2 separate regions of the Anas platyrhynchos genome follow, and region 1 is linked to region 2. Evidence: chromatin contacts called from public Hi-C data. All regions are on one chromosome and are shown on one strand. The core of a region is the stretch at or near the end of the contact, and the rest is flanking DNA. Distances in the headings are between cores, read along the strand shown. Region 1 holds the start of BHLHE23 (basic helix-loop-helix family member e23). Region 2 overlaps LOC101792730 (death-inducer obliterator 1).

Region 1 (2,700 bases), core at 1-2,500, 82 kb before region 2:
CCCCCCCAGCCATGATTTCTCTCACTGCAGGCCACTATGCTACCAAAATGGTTATGAAAAAATAGATTTGTTTCCTTTCTGAGCTTACCACTCAGTTACTGGTACAACTGGGAAGGACAGAGAGTCCCTTCAGAGTCAGACTGAGTCAGGAAGGATCACATTTCTTTTCCTGGTACATGGAATGGAGGAGCACAGTGAGCCTTTGAAGGAAATGGAAATAGACGGGGCCTTTGTCTTGGAAATCTCTCATCACAACAGGTGCCTCCACTGTCATCCTCACCTAAATCAGAGCGACCAGGCCAGCAAGCCATGCCCACAAGCTGTCAAGACCTTGCATGACTTTGCCTCCCATTGCAATATGTACCATTTAGTGACTGGTGGTCCCAGGTGTGGGGATGGGGAAGTGCTCACTTCTCCAGTTGATACTAGAAAGCTCTCTCCCTCTCAAATATATATATATACATAGATATACATAGATATGTATGTATGTATGTTCTCTAATCAATTCTTTATTTGTTTTGGTGCTAACAAGGGCTAGGGTGTGGTGGCCATTTCCACAATAAGACAGACTCCTGCATAGTCTCCAAATGAGACCAGACTTGGGGAATTGCACAAACCATTGATCTGCCCCCCTTGCACTGGGTTCAGCAAACTCTGACGGAAAGCCAACCTTGACATCCTCGCTTTCTGAAAAACCCTGTATGACAGAAAGGGGTTCCAGCTAGTGTCCCGGTGCGAGGAAGGATGAAGCACCAGCTCAACAGTCACCTTTTCTTCTTCATTTTAGAAAGGGAAATTTAGAGTTTTTAAAAGATCCTGTAAGAGAGGACATCATGACAGGACAGGAGTGTGGTGATGGTCAGGAGTATCATGATGGGACCAGAGCATCGTGACAGGACAGGAGCATCATGGCAGGACAGGAGTGTGGTGGTGGGACAGGAGCATGGTTCCGGGACAGCAGACCCAGACAGAGCACACCAGTGACCAGACTTTACCCCGGCACTCCCGGATCTCCCCTCTACCCGAAGGGGACCACCAGTCCCCCTACCCCACAGCCCTGCAGCCCCCTCCTCACGGCCGCGCTGCCCCCCCCCACCCCGCTCCCCTCAGCGCCTTCCTCAGGCGGCGGGGACGAGGGCGGGGCCTCGGCCGGCGCGGGGCCGTTCCCGCCGCCCCTTTCTGCCCTCTGATTGGACAGCGGGGCCTCGCGCCGGGCCGCTCTCCGCTATATAAGCGGCGGCGGAGCCGCGGCCGCCTCATAGCCCGCCCCCGGCGCGGAGCGGCGCGGAGGGGAGCGGCGGGGCCGCGTCCTGCTCTTCATCGTCACCATCCTCATCATCATCATCCTCCTCCCTCAGCGCCGGGGGGGCAGGATGGCCGAGCTCAAGTCTCTGGCCGGCGAGGCTTACCTGGCGCTGGCCCCGGGTTATGCCCCTTCGCCTTTCACCTACGGCGGCGCCCAGAGCCCTCGAGGAGCCTTGTCGGGGGGCGGCGGGGCGGCTTTCCACCACCCCGGGGCGCTGGGCAAGGCGGCGGAGAGCAGCGGCGAGCAGAGCGGCGACGAGGAGGATGCCTTCGAGGCCGGGGCGAAGGGCGGCGAGGCCTTGGAGCGAGAGGGCAAGCTGAAAGGGGCCGCCCTGGGCAAGAAACCCAAGGAGCAGCGCTCGCTGCGCCTCAGCATCAACGCCCGGGAGCGGCGGCGGATGCACGACCTCAACGACGCCTTGGACGGCCTGCGCTCCGTCATCCCCTACGCCCACAGCCCCTCGGTGCGCAAACTGTCCAAAATCGCCACCCTGCTGCTGGCCAAGAACTACATCCTCATGCAGGCGCAGGCTCTGGAGGAGATGCGGAGGCTGGTGGCCTACCTGAACCAGGGCCAAGCGCTGGGCGCCCCGCTGCCCGCCACCCTCAGCCCCTTCGGACAGTCGGCCGTCTACCCCTTCACTGGCACGGCCTTGCCTGGCTGCCCCGAGAAATGCACTGCCTTCACGGGAGCCGCCTCCACCCTCTGCAAACACTGTAACGACAAGCCTTGACTTCTGCCTTCTTTGGGCTTCTCGGGTTTATTTTTATTTCTTTTTTTTTTCTCCTCTGCACCTTTCTTTCCGCTTGCCACCAGCCCCGGCTTCCTGCCATCAGTTAAGTCTGGGTTTTCTGTTTGTTCGTTTTTCTTAAATCACCCCCTCATACCTCGTTCGGAGATGCTTGGACCCAAAACACACCCACTGTTAACTTTTAGTTTCTTCCCCCCTGTGCAACTCCATTGGTAGTCGTTTCCCTCCCAGCCCGTTAGCGGACTGTGAGCGTGGCGTTTCTCTTCTGCCTGCTCTGACCTGCAAAGTTCTTGAGCAGTTTTTAAACTATAGAAGCACAGGGAAGGGGAGAGAGAGAGAGAGATCTGGAAGTGGAAACCTCATTGAGTTGTCTTTGGACTGATTGATCTGGGTTGAAAACAGCTTAAAAGGAAAGAAAGAAAACCCAGCCCCGAAACTATGCAATGTTTCAGAGCCACACGTAAACGAGGGGCTTCATTTGTAGCCAGACAGGGCTTGCTTGTGCCCTAAAATCCGAATGAAAATGTCATTTGGTCAGCTCCTGGGAGGGAGGCAGTCTGGTGCTCTTGATAAAAGTATAGATGCTTCAGAATAAGATGCATTATTTTGCTCTTTAGAAAATAATCTTGAACTGAGGGGACTC
Region 2 (2,862 bases), core at 264-2,763:
GGTGCTTGCTGTCTTGTGAACATGCCTGGATCCTGGTGATGCCTTGTCCTAAGGTGGCTGCATAGCACAACGTTTGTATTTGCCTTGATTGATTACTACTTCATGCAGTCTTAACAAAGAGTAGACAATCGTTAAATTGGGATGGGGTATTTCTGAGGAGCAGGGCTGTATCACTGAGTTACATGTTACTGAATTGGCATCACTGAAACTGCAAAGCATATTAATGTGTTAGTTTTTTAATGGGAAATAATGTATTGGCTCTTCGCTGCGACTTTGAAGTTGTTAGTACTGTGGTTTCATAAGGTGGTAGGCTTGTTACGGTCTTACAACTAATTTAGGGCTTAACTAGCCAGCAAGGCATTTACAGATAAGTGCTGCAGTTGTTGCAGCATTGTCTCTGCTTGGTTTTTATACCCTTAGGTCTAATAATCAGCAAAACACTGAAATGTTATGCAAATTGTGTTTTTAACGTGATCCTTCAAATGTAAAGTTTTTACTGGCATAAAATGTATTTACCAGGGATGTCTGGAGTTTCACCTTGAACTACGGTGTCTAGAGAAGTAAAACAAATAGTAAATCAGTTGGGGGTGGGGGGTTGAGCTCACATCAGTTTCTCCACATCTGGACTTAAGCCTTCTGACTGCTGTTTTTCTTACTCTTTGCCCTCATTGTATCCCTTCTGTCATAACATGCCCCTTTCACTTTGAAAGGTGATTTCCTCCTTTCAGAAGGGAAGCTACTGTAAGCAGGATCTGTAAGCGGTGGTTACATTTTATATGACAATAAACAGACCATATAGCAGTTGAACTTCTGGAGGAAATTGGTGCCCTGTACAGTCTGAGCTCTCTTAGCGTGGATGTGACTCTTGTCAGGTTGTGCATGTTGATGTACACCTGTAAACATCAGGGACTCTGTGCCAGCCTTGAGATAGGCTTGGACCAAGCAGTCCCTCCTCAGAGGAGTGGGGACACGTCTCAGTTGCATGATCTGCTTTCTGTTGCTTCTCATTTAAGTAGTCTGCTCCTGCATCTTTGCTGACAGAGCCGATGGAAGGGACTGCTGCAGCCTTGTGCCTACGTGGCTTTTACCAGTGCTAGTGCAGAACTTACTTCCTGCTGCTCTAAGGGTCAAAGGATTGTACCTTTTGCCCATGGTCTGAATGAAACTGTTCGTTTATGTACAAAGTAGGTTTTGCCCTACTGACTTCCTCTGAGCTGCTTTTGTGATGCTTGCTGATACAAGGGATTATTTCTGTTGCTGTGAAGTAGAAAGAGCGCTGCTTTCCCAGATGTCATCTTTGACAAATGGGGATGCAAAAATCATTTTCTAATGGGATCAGTCTTCTAGCTAGGAGCAGCATCAACTGAGCCATACCAACATTTTTTTTCACTTGCATCATAAATGTTGTCCTTAGTGGAGTTCTTTATCAAATTTTTGTCATGTGATGCTGACACACTCACTTCACAGGAATTTTTCAGTGCTTAAAGGAGGCCTTGGCAAGATCTGTGCCAATTTTACAGGGAGTAGAATGAGTAAACAGCTTCAACTGTGGTTGGAAGCACTGTTACATCATTCTGGGGAGGATGTTTTCTATCCATTCCATAGCATCCTTAGATATTTAAGAAACCCAGTATTTTGCTCTTTGGTTCTAGCCAAATGCCTTGCATGTAATGCCGTCTAATTCTGAAGAAACAAATATAATCAAAGGCCAGTTCCAAGTCATTCTAGCTGAAGCTAATTTTTAAAATCATGGCCCACACTAGTTTTGTGTCAGGATGTGGAGTTGAAACTGGTCACTGATGAACTACAGTGTTTAACAGATTTTAATTATTGTAAGACCTTTATTAAGCTTTGAATTTCTTTCCAGGTGCAAGTACTCTCTTGTCTTCTTACTAACTTGGTTTTTAGAAAGCTGCTGAACCTTGTATTGGTTCTTCTGATTGTTTGAGGTTTCTGGCCTGTCTTCGGACCCCGGCCACTGAATATCCCTAATGTATCTGAAACATTAACTGGACCTTAAGTCCACTTACCAAAACAAAGAATTTTTTTTTCCTGTTACAGTGGAAGGAAGCTCCCCCCTCTATTAGCTAACAGCGCTGACCAAATCAGCTCCTCCAGGAGGTACTAATGTCAGTGGTGAGTCTTGAGTATGCAGTGAGTCCTGCTTTCATTGCTTGCATAGGGGTGTGTTGTTTGAGATCTCTTAAAGTCAGATAAAACTTTCTTTAAGGCAAGTTGGGGGATGAGAGAACTAATAGGTGCCAGGTATTCCAATCCTTTGGCTGAAGTATTCATGCAAGGTGCTTCTGTAGCCTGTAAATTGTTAGACATGAGAACCTGGGCAAATTGCAGCATTTTGTCTGAGTGTTAAAGATGTTAAACCACTCACATCCAAAAACATGGAATAAGGTGCAATATATTTTGCCTTCTAACTGTAGCTATCATGAGGATTAGCAGTAATGAGAAGAAAAAGATCACTATTTTCTCATAAAAATCCTCAAAAAAAAAAAAAGCTGTACCTGAAGAATTTGCACAGAATTTTGACATGGGTTTTTGCTTGTGCGCAAATCCTTGGATGAAGGAGAAATGAGGCTACTGCTTTTGGTTGCTTTTAGTTCATGTTAAAGGTATTATTACTAAGCTGACTTTCAATATCCTTTTTTAGAGCGAGGTCTTCCTAGTTAATTGACATAGGAAGTTCATCATGCAATTAAATGATAAGTTCTGAAAAAGCCAGGATCTTTATGCGGTCTGTGGACCCACTGAATGATTATTACCTCTTTAGAGCAAATGAAGTGGGGATACTGATTTGAATGTGTAAGTCATTTGTAGAATGGACCTCTGTCTAAAAACAGAAAGACA

The links. A called contact is a pair of places that touch in the nucleus more often than the background predicts.
Region 1: a contact with region 2 is called in a Hi-C map of skeletal muscle, with 4 times the contacts expected there. The contact joins the promoter of BHLHE23 here to the enhancer-like site in region 2. A contact is called at or near these places in 2 of 8 Hi-C or Micro-C datasets (skeletal muscle and subcutaneous adipose tissue).

Annotation. Positions count from the first base shown.
Region 1 is chr21:15,867,557-15,870,256 of IASCAAS_PekinDuck_T2T, reverse strand. BHLHE23 (basic helix-loop-helix family member e23) reads left to right here and starts at 1,250. Exons shown (of 4, transcript XR_011804484.1): 1 at 1,250-2,022.
Region 2 is chr21:15,785,477-15,788,338 of IASCAAS_PekinDuck_T2T, reverse strand. All of the region lies in intron 4 of LOC101792730 (death-inducer obliterator 1), which reads left to right. Among named protein-coding and RNA genes, the nearest start is that of GID8, 12 kb to the left of the region's middle. Within about 2 kb of position 1,513, at least 7 of the 8 cell types and tissues checked have an H3K27ac peak or open chromatin away from gene starts, as enhancers often do. A contact at or near this core is called in subcutaneous adipose tissue, where this site is marked.